2 separate regions of the Mus musculus genome follow, and region 1 is linked to region 2. Evidence: chromatin contacts called from public HiChIP or PLAC-seq data. All regions are on one chromosome and are shown on one strand. Each heading gives the region's core, a stretch centred on a gene start, on an enhancer-like site or on the middle of the called end of the contact. The rest is flanking DNA. Distances are from core to core; before and after follow the strand shown.

What was found. HiChIP or PLAC-seq counts read pairs in DNA pulled down with a chosen protein or histone mark.
Region 1: an H3K27ac HiChIP or PLAC-seq map of the HPC-7 cell line shows a contact between it and region 2, with 7 times the contacts expected there. The contact joins two enhancer-like sites. A contact is called at or near these places in 1 of 15 datasets of contacts at CTCF or cohesin (large pre-B cells), 3 of 484 Hi-C or Micro-C datasets (CD8 T cells, the G1E-ER4 cell line and the HPC-7 cell line) and 4 of 115 datasets of contacts at active chromatin or transcription factors (the HPC-7 cell line, acute myeloid leukemia, bone marrow-derived dendritic cells and 1 more).

The regions. Positions count from the first base shown.
Region 1 is chr16:93,151,713-93,158,056 of GRCm38.p6, reverse strand. No RefSeq gene overlaps it. Among named protein-coding and RNA genes, the nearest start is that of Gm30474, 23 kb to the right of the region's middle. Within about 2 kb of position 4,791, at least 83 of the 459 cell types and tissues checked have an H3K27ac peak or open chromatin away from gene starts, as enhancers often do. A contact at or near this core is called in CD8 T cells, the G1E-ER4 cell line, the HPC-7 cell line and 1 more, where this site is marked.
Region 2 is chr16:92,797,679-92,804,150 of GRCm38.p6, reverse strand. The region is part of intron 2 of Runx1 (runt related transcription factor 1); the gene reads left to right. Among named protein-coding and RNA genes, the nearest start is that of Runx1, 25 kb to the left of the region's middle. RefSeq lists enhancers at 2,267-2,501, 2,123-2,655. Within about 2 kb of position 2,395, at least 132 of the 459 cell types and tissues checked have an H3K27ac peak or open chromatin away from gene starts, as enhancers often do. A contact at or near this core is called in CD8 T cells, the G1E-ER4 cell line, the HPC-7 cell line and 1 more, where this site is marked.

The sequences.
Region 1 (6,344 bases), core at 3,542-6,041, 350 kb before region 2:
CCCTCCTCTCTGAGATCCTCCCTGATTCTCCAGCATCTTCTTCTTTGGAAGAAGTTCCATTAACTATTTAAAATCCAGTGTGGGCTTGTTAGTGTAACCTTTCTCACAGGTATTTGCTTTGTGCTTGCTCTGGGTGATTGTGAAATGAAAAGCTGTTGTCCTTCTGTTAGGGAAATGACATGGGACAAGAGGAGGCGGTAGGTAGGTCTGAGGCCCTGGGACCTCACCAGCATCTCTGTTGCATCAGGCTCACTCCTATGACTGCTGGGGAAGCCACGGCTCACATCCAGTCAGAGGCTCAGAAAGTCTCTGGCGCAGAGGCTCAGAAAGTCTCGGGCGCAGCCCCGGTTTCTGGGAATACAGCACTCGTGGGTGGTGGTTGAGCCTTTTCTGCTTGGTGAGGAGCTGTTATTGACATGTCGTTGGGTATGTCCCGACATATCCAGGCTATGGGGAAGCATCCCAGGACTTGGAAGGAAACCATAATTATTAAATCTTGAGACAGATTCAAATGAGTTGGACATATTTGCATTTGAAGGGAAGCACATGCATATGGGCTTTTCTTCTGTCCCTTAGAGTCAGGGAACAGGGCAGCAGCACAGAAACTAAGCCTGCCACAGTCCACAGGGGAAAGGGCAGTCTCATTTACCCACACCAATGTTTATTCACGGGGATTTTGCAGGCAGTAAGTGAAAGTATGAACACGTGGGTTGCACATTTCAAACAATAGTAAGGTGTTGGGAAGATACTCTGGACCAATCGCAAGAAGCTAAGAGAAACCACGAGAGTCATTGCCGTAAGTCTGGCATATGTAGACCTGTCTCATGTCTGCCTTGCTCCCAAGGGCCAAGGTTTCTCTTTTCTACTTTGAACAGCAGTGTTGGGGGAATTTTTGCTACTTTTATAAGATAAATTAGGAAGACAACATTTGCTTTTTATTTTTATTAAGTGTGTGTGTGTGTCCTATGTATGAGCATCTGCAGAGGCAGAAGAGGTCATTGGGCCCCTTGGAGGTAGAGTTACAAGCGCTTGTGAGCCACAACCGACATGGGTGCTGTGCTGGGACTCAAACTCAGGTTCTCTGGAATAACAAATACTTTTAACTGTTGAATCTCTCCAGTCCCCAAAAAGGTTCATTTAAAAAAGATTTTCTAATTTTTAGAAATCATATATGTATATGCGAATGCAGATACCTACAGAGGCCAGAAAAGGCATCGGATTCCCTGGAGCTGGAGTAACACGTGGCTTAGGCCAGCTGACGTGGGTGCAAACAGCCAAGTTCATGTCTGCTATAACATCACCAAGCTTGCCCAACCACTGAGTTGACCACCTCAGTCCAGGGAACAGTTCTTCCACATGTTGATTATCAATTGTCTTCAACTCAAAATAAGCTTTTGCCCATGGGGCCATATTTGGAGGGGTATGCGATGGGCTGCTCACCTCATCTGATGTTTAGAAACAGAGATGTCCCCTTGGTTACAGAAAACACTGTTCCGCTGATGAACGTCTCATGCCCTCGATGGTGCCTGGGCTTGGACTAAGACCCTATTTCAGATTTCAGTGCTTTTTTTCTAACTCTTCCTCTCTTCAGAGTGGCCACTCAAAACTCCACCTCTGCAATGTGCTCCTCTTGGGGAGACCAAAGGATGAGTGGTCCAGCCACCCGGTTCTGAGGTCAGCTGCCCTGTGCCTGTCCCTTTAAGCAAATCTGTGCAGATGTGTTATTACCATCATCCCGAGCTCTGTCTGGCTTTAGTGGCAGATGAAGAACATGCTTTTCCTTCTCATAGCCTTCGTGTTCATCCCTTGCTGCCAAGTTTTGCTTCTCAGAGGCCTTGGAAGATTCGCAACAGAGACTTTTTAAATATGATATGAAGAGCAGCTGGGGGAAACGATGAATAGATGTGAGTTGTGGGTATGGAAACTGTTCTGTTCTGTGTGGGATCCAGTTTCTTCTGTGGGGACGAAAACAGATCACCTGCCCCGTGTTCTATGTGTGTAGGGTGATGTACGGGAACTAGAGGCCAGGATTCCAAGTCTACTTTGTTGTGACAATGCTCTGTTTTGTTCTGAGAACCATGTCCAATTGGTGGTATTATCATTTTGTAACTAAAAAAAAAAAAAAAGTCTTTCTGTCACTTAGGATATTTTTATGTGTTTTTCTCATTTCTATTTTCCTGCCCTTTAACACATTGTTATTTCCCTTTCTATGGCTGTCATGTGCATTTTATGTCACTAGTTGGCCTTAGTCACATTGTATCTGTCCCCCATTTCAGTGAAGCCTTTTGGGTTTCTATCATGTCCATATTTTGTTCTTGTTGACTAACTCTGATTTGGGACTATAATGTTCACTATATTTTATTCATAGACTTTTCTTCGTTGTGAATACCATTTAACAATTAAGTACGTTAAAATATCGGAACATGCATGTTTAGGGGTGTGGTATTACACATTGCACACTATTGGTAACTGAAAGGTCTCTTCCCCTAGTATTGTCAGCCCTTCCTAGACTGTGAACAACTTTCATGTTTTAGGAAGTAGAAGCGTTTTGAACCAACACTTGCCTACCAGGGTTTAGAAAGTTAACAAGGCCCATTGCCTTTGGCCTAGGGCACACATGGTAAATGAGATGAATTCCATGTCTGAGGGAAGAAAAGAAGGGAGAGAAATTAATGCACATAAGTAAAGAAAGAAAAACGGCCACTCTTCTTTTAGAGAAATTCTCTAGTCTAGGGAAGACCTTCACCTAGAAGAACTTCCTTGTCCTCCAGAGTCATCTTTTAGGGAACGGAAGTTAAAGGAGGTGTCCCAGGCTCTCTGAGGTTACGATCTCCTTGGCTTATTTCCAGTCCGTGGGGAGAGTTAACTGAGAAAGGCAGGCGTGCCGTGAGTGCCTTGTGGGTCTCAGCAGTGCACTGGATCTGTCTTCTGACAGCCATAGTTGAGCAGTGAGCCTGTCCAGTGTGAGAGGTGGTTTGTTCTTTTGTATGATCTAGGGGCTGAAGAACCACAGGCTGCCGTAGTCATAGGGCCAGAGCCTGGAGTTGCAAAGCAGCAACTCCATCCAGGGGAAGGCAGATGCTAGCTCTCAGGGCAGCCTGCTCTTGGTGGCCATATTGAAAACCAGATGGGGAAGTGATAAGGCCCAGCATTGTACAGCTGATTGGACTGCTGTCATTGTTCATCCTCACAAATATCATCTACAAGTAACAATAGGAACCAATAGTTTTTGTGGGGTTTTACTTTTTTTTTAAATGATGGCCTAGGGATAGATCACGGTATTTGAGTAATGGACTAGCATGTGTAAAACCCAAGGTTTGCTTCACATGCACACACACATACACACACACACACACACACACACCTACTCAATATGGATATTTTAGGTGGTTGTTTCTTCAAATGTTTTGTTGTACAACTGAAATCCTTTTGAGGGTGTCATAACTTACTGCTTCTGCTTGGCTTAGAAAAAGTCACATGAAAGAGTCAGACAACCTTTCATACACTGAAGTCCCTGCGGTGAGATTAAATAGTAGATGGCTGGTTACATATAAATTGCTGGTTAATTTTTCAGTACAAGTATGTCCGTGTATTGCTTGGGATATAGCAAGATGTAGTTCAATATTTCTCTCAAATTTAAATTCGAGTGAGTGTACCATGTCTTTATTTGCGTAAGCTGGGTAACTCTGAACTAGAAAAAAATATATAGTACAACAGAGTTGCTCGGTCTTTGATAAATACATGCTTGCACTCATTGTACGGTAGCCATTTCTTTTCCGTGAGCTTTCTTTTGAGGATTTGAGTTGCTCTGATGACTCCTAGCATGGTTGCTGTGCTTGACTGGGGGGTGCTCCCATTTTGACTTGTGTGCAGATCAGTCAGGCCTCTTGGTAAACTCCAGGTCTGAATTCAGTGGGGCTGGGCGGGCCTGGGCTGGGTGGGGCTGGGCTGGGCTGGCATTTAAGCAGCTCTGGGAGATCTGGAAGTTGGATGATTTAGAACACACCAAATCGCACCTAGATGCACATTCTCATTTTCAACTGAATAGGAACGAAGCTATGCAACCCTCACCAACATTTCTCCTTCATACTTTGTTTTATCTGTGCATACTTTACAACAGTGTGTGTGTGTGTGTGTGTGTGTGTGTGTGTGTGTGTGTTAATGGAACACATCTGTTTGAGACTGTGAGAACGTTCTGGAAAAGCGCATGTGACTGATTCCCAGATCTGATCATTAGCTCACTCATCCTTCCGTCCTTCTGGAAGGTCCAGAAGCGTCGCTACAAAAGTCACGTGGGTGTACTTGGTTAACAGGCCATCCTGGGAGCCAATCCTAGAGCATGTCTGTTCCCAAGCACGAGAAGGCGGCTGGGAGCGAAGCCTGTTAGGGAAGAGCATGCTGAACTGATTTCCACATTTGCAGAGAAGGGCCCAGAAAGGCTTTTAGAAATGAAAATCCCAGAATAACCACTGAAGATTTTGCTTGCCTGGTATTTGGAGTCTGGGTCTAGCCAGACCCTGTGAGGGGAGGTGCAATGATTGTCACATCGGGGCAGAGCGGGCACACCCTACCGTTGCTCCTGTCTAATTTCCATCACCTGGCCAACTGGCAGCCAGCGCCTTCTCTTCACCAGCTGAAGGGATTAAGTCATCTAGTATTAGAAGTACCCTGTCTGCTCATGACCCCCTGAGACTAACAGGACTGGGAGTCAGGCAGCCAAAGAGGTGTTGACAGGGTGAGTGTCTGCCTCTTCTACAGTGTCTGTTGTGGCTTCAGTGTCAGACACGGGGCAGACAGGGAGGGGGAGGAAGCTGGCACCGGGGAGCAGGGGACGGGAAGGGAAAAACTGTCAGCCCAGACTCCTCCGGCAGATGCTTAACTCTTTAAAAACCTTGTCTTCAGTGGCTCTGAGAAAGGAGTGGGCCACAAGATGAAGCAGATGTTGTCCTAGGAGAGAGCTGAGTGGCAGCTCATAGTAGACGTTTCTGTGGTGAGAGTGCAACCCTTTCCCTTTCAGCAAGTCCTGGTACCCCACTAGGAACCCGGAGCATTTCCGGTTCCTCTGAAGATACAGCTCCCCACCGGATCAGAGAGCACGTGTCAGAAGGACGGTTGGAAAGCTCTCTCTGTGGTTAGAAGACTCGGCCATATCAAGGCCTGTTTCTGATTTTGATAAGTGCACCTGGCTTATGAAAGAGAGCATCCTTCTTGGGAAATACACATTAGGGTGGTCAGGAAGGAGAGAACTGTCTGCTGCGACAGTTCACAAGATAGCAAATGAAAAGTAACAACTGAGAAATCAAGTCCAGAGAGAAAATAGTCTCTATCACCAGGAAGTTATTTCCAAATAGAGCTTTAAAAATAAGTAATAGCACCCCACCCCCCCACCCCCCGCCAAGTTTCTGCTATGCCATGAGGTCTCTTACCACATTCTCTCTGGAATTGAGGGCAATTCCATCCCCAGAGTCTGTCCTGAGCAGGATTTGATGTCATTATTCCCAAGAAGCTGATAAGCCCCATGGGAAGGGACTAGCTCTCTGAGTTTCAGAACCAGACAGAAAGCGGTGTGTGTGTGTGTGCGCGCGCGTGCGTGTGTTTCTATGTGTGTGTGTAGGTGTAGAAAGCTGTGTGTGTATACATATGTATACATGTATGTATGTGTGCAGTTATGTATATTTGTGTATATACGCATGTGTGTATGTGTATGTACACACATGTGTGGGTGTGTGTATACATGTGTGGGTATGTGTACACACATGTGCATGTGTGTGCATGCATGCATGTGCTTATATGTGTGTGCATACACATGTGTATATATGTGTACACAGGTGTGCATGTGTGTATATGTGCATATACATGTGTGCATGTGTGTGTGTGTGTGTGCATGTATGTATACATGGACATATGTCACATGTGTGTGGAGGTCAGAGGACAGCCATAGGTGCTGTTCCACATGCACAATCCACCTTCTCCTTTGAATTTTTGAAACAGGTTCTCTCATTAGTCTGAAGTTTGCCAAGAAGACAAGGCTGGGTGGCCAAGGCACCCTGGGGATCTGCCAATCTCCATGTCCCCCTTCCCCCAGTGTAGGGATTACAAGTTTGCACCACCACATTCAGCTCCTTAACAGTGGGTTCTGGGGATCGAACCCCGGTCCTCATGCTTGCTGTGCAAGCACCTACTCAGCTTTCACTTAGCTGTGACTGGCTATAAAATGCCAAAGTCTTGAGATGGCTCAGGGGTTAAGAGCATTGGCTTTTCTTCCAGAGGTTCTGAGTTCAATTCCCAGCAACTACACACTGGTGCACAACCATCTGCATGGGATCTGATGCTCTCTTCTGGTG
Region 2 (6,472 bases), core at 1,146-3,645:
AGTCATATATAAGCATGCCTTTATTCTGCCTAGCTACATGTAAGAGACTAAAAGCCCCTCTGACGAGCTTGGAAGTGAGGGTTTGGAATGCCCACCAGTCAAGCAGAAAACGGGGGAAGCCAAGAAGAGCAACAAGAGAAGAAGACTGTGGAAGAGGCCACCCAGGCCATCCACCATGGGAGGGTGAGAGTGTAGAGCAAACACCCACCATTTGATCTATGGAGGTGGTGAGTTGAAGCTAGAATATGTTGTAAAACATTGGAAGCCATTCTCTCTGTAATCCACACAGCTGACAGCTGAGCAGATCCACACTCCCCTCCCCCAGTCCCTTCCCCCATTCTCCTCCCCCACTCCCACTAACCACATAACCAGGTTCCTATGAAATGTTCCCCACTCGCTACCTCATTTTTCTTCTCAGCTTCTTCTGAAACCAAAGCCACGTAGGTAAGACTGTTAGCTCACTTAGCAGTCAAGAGCATCCGTAGATCTGCTGGGGTGGTCCACGCATGTGACTCTCTGCTACAAAATGACCTGCCATGCCAGCATGAAACTACCTATAACTGCCTTCCAGAACTTGCCATCTAGGTAGAGAGGCAAAGTTAGGCCCAAAACACTCTGTAAATAAAAAAAATTAACTCAGCAGGACATCAGCAATGCAAGAAAGGCATCAGACCAGGCCAGGGGCAACCTTGCCTGTGCTCAGAAGGCCACAGTAAAGTTGCTTGAACTTTTCATACCGCCGAGTCCTTGGCTTGACAGTACAAATTTCTACAGCTCACCTGAGAAACCCCAAGTCTGGGGGAGCCCGAAACTCAGTACCTTAATAGTCCTTGTAGCTTCCAAGGTCTTTGAATGACAGTCTGTAACAGGAAGCCCTGACTGTTTGTGGTGATGTCAAAATGGAATCTTGATGTAACTTCAGGCGTACACGGAGCATCTGGTAGTTTTTGTGTCTTCTCGCTGGTGAGCAGTCCAAACACAGTGGATTTCCTAGTCGGCTTCCTCAGTTCTCCACATAGGACACTGCTAATTATATGAAATTCAGGGTATTCATTTTTTTTAAAGTTCAGGCCACAGTGCTAGGCTTAATTTGAGAACAAGTTAAGCTTTGGGATCTAAAATTTGGAATCTAAATTCTGAGCCATTAACTACAACCCAGTTTCTGTAAAACTATGTCTGTGAAGATCCGCATGGAAGACACGTCTGCTTCCCGGGACAAACAGGGTTCTGGCTCGGCTGCACAGCTCGGAGTATTTTCTGTCAGATCCTACCATCTTTTGGATGAAAGACTGATCTGGGTTCTCCCGTTTCTGAAGGCGTTCCCAGCTAGGATTTTTAAAAAGATTTTATTATTGTGTGTGTGTGTGTGTGTGTGTGTGTGTGTGTGTGTGTGTGTGTGTGTGTGTGTGTGTGTTTGTGGATGTGTGTGTGCATGAATGTAGATATCTGTACTCCTGTGTGTCTGTATGTGTGGTGTGTGCATGAACGTATGTGTGTGTGTGTGTGTGTGTGCTTCATGTGTATGTGTGTTTCTGTGTATATATGTGTGTGTTTCTATGTCTGTGTGCGTGTACGTGCCTGTGTGAGGGCACATGTACTCTCGTGTCTTTATGTGACTGCAGATACCCTCAGAGGCCAGAAGTACCTAATTACTCTGGAGCTGGAGTTAGAGGCAGTCTTGGCTACCTGAGGTGGATGCTGGGAAGAGAACTCTGGTCCTCTGGAAGAACACTAAGCACTCTTCACAGCTGAGTCATCTCTCTAGCTGAGATTTTCAAATCCCTTCCCTGCTTCAAACTCCCGTTCCTTCTAGAACATAAAGAAACTCCATTTCCCATTAACAAAGTAGCTCTCATAAAACCAGGGAATAAATTCACACACACACTCTCCCATCCACTATATCCTTGTGCATCCTTAAGCATTTTCATGCTAACAGCCCTAGCACTTCCCATCTTAGGACTGGTTGGTCTGTGGACCAGAGGATCAGCACTTGGTGGCTCTCAAGTGTTCTGCACAGGCATTCAGAAGCAAGCTTCTCCATGCCCAAGCTGTCCATCCCCTTATAGTTGGAACTCTTAGCCTTGGGACCCATGCAGAGGTGGGGAGTCCATTTAAGTCTGGTGGGGGTGGGAGGTGTAAGTTCCACCCCCACCCTTCCTGACACGCTCCTGAACCCTGGCCACTGCACCTGCTAGGTTCTCACTTCTCTGGGAAGCATCTAGAAACAGGACCTCTCACCCACCCCTCCCGGCTGGGCTCTAGGGTGGGGCCCTCACTACCTCTTTTCTTCTCAAAGAGCCTGGGATGCTGACAGCCTCAGATGGAGGCATCCTGTTTGTCGAAAAATAAACCGGCAGTTGAAGCCGGGTTGCAAGAGCGAGAAAACCGCAGGCCTGCGCGCCACTGATAACGTGGGCAGCTTGCTTTTGCAGCAGTTCCTAGCTGCAGCGGCCCTGTGAAGGCCTGTGTCACCGCCTCCCTTCCTGTCTCCTCCTCACACCATCCCTCCATCGCTCCTTGCTGGCTCTACCAGCCACTTGCTGGACCCTTCAGCCACTGGGACCATTGCTTTCCATAAAAAACTCCTTAGTGCAGTGCAGAGCTGATCAGAGGGTAGCAGGGAACCCTGACGCCTGATGGGTTGCTGACACCTGGGGGGGGGGGGCGCTACGGGAGTCGGGGGAATGGCAAGGCTTGCAGACCCTGGTCTTGAACTAAACTGTCTTGAAAATGACACATTTGGAACCTAGAGTTCTTGTCTTTCTGCGTCATGGGCTATTGTGACCTGGTTTTAATAGAGGAGAGAGGGAGGGAGGCAGAGAAGGAGAAAGAGACAGAGACACGGAGGAAGACAGAGACAGGCAGAGACGGACAGAGAGACAGACAGACACAGACAGAGGCACACAGTCAGACAGAGACACACAGAAAGATGGGCACAGAGAGCTGAAATACCAGATTCAAAAGCAAAGGGGACACCAGAGTCCAGCATGGAGATAGTTTTCCTTCTTGGAGTCATGTGCCCTGGCCTGGTTCCACGATGTGAATAACTGCGTGCCCATCTTCCTTCCCCTTTCAGGGGGTATTAAAAGCTCTTCCCCATTTGCCTGTTATCAGATAAGCTAGGCAGATGAGAAGTCAGTGGGTAACCGCTGGTATGACCACAAACTCACTGGGAACCAAACAGCTTGACCCTCCGAAGCAGAGAGTGGTATTGAGAATCAACAGGAAAGCTGCCTTCTTGGCTCCATAGGACCTACTTCTCAAAGTAGTGACAGTCAGTGTGGTGGTTACAACCTATAATCCCGGCTTTGAGGAAGCTGAGGCAGGGGAATTGCAATGACTCTGAGGCTGTGGTGGACTACAAAGTGGACACAAACATACACACACATGCACACACATGTGCACACACACACACACATATATACACACACATATGCACACACACAACCACTTAAGTGGACATCTTATGTCACAGCAAATGGCATCTAAGAGCTGATGTTAAATCATCCAAGAAGGGGCCACTGAGCAACACATGATGGCATCCCCTTTATCGCCGAGGGCCTTCTGGATCCTGACACCTAAGTTAGAGTTTCAAGTTCACCTTTGCTATTCTAGAGAACACGGGGAAAAGACCACCAATACCCTTCATCACTGTCTGTGTGTATCTGATGAATAAAAAGCCAGATAAATATGTTCTTACAACAGAAGGGGGACCAGAGGGAGGGCAGTGAGGTAAGGGGATTTGGAGAGTGCTAGAGATAAATATGAGCAAAATACTATATACATATACATGCACACATACACATATACACATATACATATACATGTGTGTTTATATACATAGAAATGTCATCGTGAAACCTGCTATTTTTATGCTAACTAAAGATTAATAACAAAAACAAAATTAACAAGGTGGTTGGAGAGACGGCCCAGTGGTTAAGTGTGTGCTGCTCTTACAGCTCCCCGCACTCACCCAGCAGCGCACAACCGCCTGCAATTCATATCAGGGCACCAACGCCCTCTACTGGCCTCTTGATGCACTGCTCTCACAAGGTGCACAGACACATATGCTGGCACTCATTCATACACATAAAATAAAAGTACAGAAATCGTGGTTGGGGGGAGGAATCCAGCCTATTCTTAAGGGCTTCTAGAAAAGCCCTGTGATTTTCCCATCCCCTCCTCCAGGAAGGTCTTTAAAATGGACCTCAATTCTGCTGAGCAAGTCCCCTGAGTGGCTGGCGCTGTGCATGGCTCTCCTCTGTACATGTCTGTCCTTTGGTGTGTTTCTCCCCACGGCCTCACTCTGGAGTGGCTCTCCTCATCTAACTTCTGCTGAGATATCTGCACCTAGCCAGGATACCCAGGCATCTCTGTACAGTTGCTAGCACAGACACTGGTAATAAACAGCTTAACTTGACAATCCTGAAGGAGCAAGGATTCAGGCCAAAGAATGTCCGTGTCTTAGGGGTGGAGAGAGTGTGTCTCAGCTCTGTTGTCACATGAGATGGAGTCCACTGGGGAAACCCAGCTGTCTCGTGAGATGAGTGTAAGACGTGGGACATCCTGAAGGATGCTTGGATGCTTCAGGTAACACGGAGCCCAGTTGTAAGAACGCTAAGGAAGGGGTTGTCAGGGAGTGACCCAAACTATCTCATTACTGTTTTAACCATTTTCGTGAAAGAAGTCAAGTGGGCTTCCTTCCTGTGAAATGTTGTCATAAACATATGACAGTGTGTAGGCTGAGAGACTGATTATAAAGATATATGTCAGAGTTTCCACACTTCTAACTGTACCCTCCAACATCTTCTTCGGACAAGACACCATTCAGAAGGTGTCATTAGTGTAAAGACTCTGGGGTCTGCTCATCTGAGGTAACTTTTTGAGGTACTGAACTGATGAAAGGAGAGAAAATTCCCTTTCTTCTTTTAGGTTCCACCTGCTAGCCTCCAAAGACACTTGTCCTCTGTGGCTTCTGACTGTTCCTAAAGCTCAGCCCGGTCACTCCTCCTCTGAGCACGATAGACATTGCACAGAATATGGTCCATGCTATGAACTCCTAGTTAATATGGGTGCTTCTGCATCATGGGAGGAGAGTGTGGAGTTACAAAGTGACTGGGGTGAAGGTGGTCTTGTCAGACTGTGGTAGAGTATGTGTGCACTCAAAGGATTAGCTTCACTCTGGGTTGTGCCTAGCAAACAGAACAGAAAACAGAACAAACAGAACAAACAGAACAAACAGAACAAACAGAACAGAAAAGAAAGAATGCAGCCTGGCATAGCCGTAAGGATCTCTTCTCTTCTGAGGGATGCTCTCAAAGACTCCCATGATTCCCTGAAACCAATAGAGGGTCAGATTCTTCCTCCTGACAGCCTTAACCTACTAATTGCCACTCACCAGGCCATAACTGCCACAGTCTATGCAGGTGACAGGAAGCCTGGCATGGATCATGATAGGGCAGATCTTACTGAAAATGTTAGCAACCTCAGCATTCATTTTTCCCCCTTCTTGGTAGAGATCTGTCAGCTCCTGCTGGCTTCTCCATGATGTTTCTCACTATCAGACATCCCCACACTCATGCTTTGGGTCAATGTTAAGTAAAATAAAGCTTACTTTAATGAACATGAACACTGGAGTGTCACTAACGTTTATCTGATGACTGAGACGGGAGGGTAGCACACAACTCGTGGATACTCTGGACAAAGATGACTGATGGCCCAGGTGGGGGCTGCATCTGCTGATTCAGGCCATTTAGAGCTGTGCAAAGTTTAGATCTTATTTTAATTTGAGGAATTTTCCATTTAATGTGTTCAGGTTGCAGTTAGCTTCAGTTAACTGAGATGGCGGGAAGAGAGACCACAGAGGAGCTGGGAGCTCTGCAATGCCCTGTTTTGAGGACAGGCTCCTCACTATAGCACTAGAATTAATGGCCTGAGACATTAAAGGGGTCTGGATGCAGAAAGTGAATTAATATCACATGGAGACTTTGGAGAACGCCCAGAGTATACTGTTATCACAGGCACACTCCAGCGTTTAAGTCGGTAGACAAGCTGTTAGGGCTTGAGCAAGGCCAGAGGTGTGAGGTGTGTTTCTCTTTTGTGTAGAGATGGTATGGCGTCTTTACTATAACAGAGAAGCAGGTTTCTTCTACCTTGACAGCCTGCCTTCTGTCATGACTGTCTTATAGCACTTCTGTCAAGATGGCTGCTGCTGTCCCTGACACAGCATCTCTACTCTGCAGGCAAAAGGAGAGAGTATTGAAGGGACCGTGTGCTGTTCCCTGCAAGAACAGAATCTGTTCACAATTCCCTGGCCAAAACTTAAATAAACTCAAGAATATGTATTGTAAAGAAGGGTGAGAAGTGGACCCTTCCACTCTTGAGCCAGCCCAAGCTAAATTTGCTTGTGAATTTATATTTATTTAATACACACACACACACACACACACACACACACACACACACACACTTG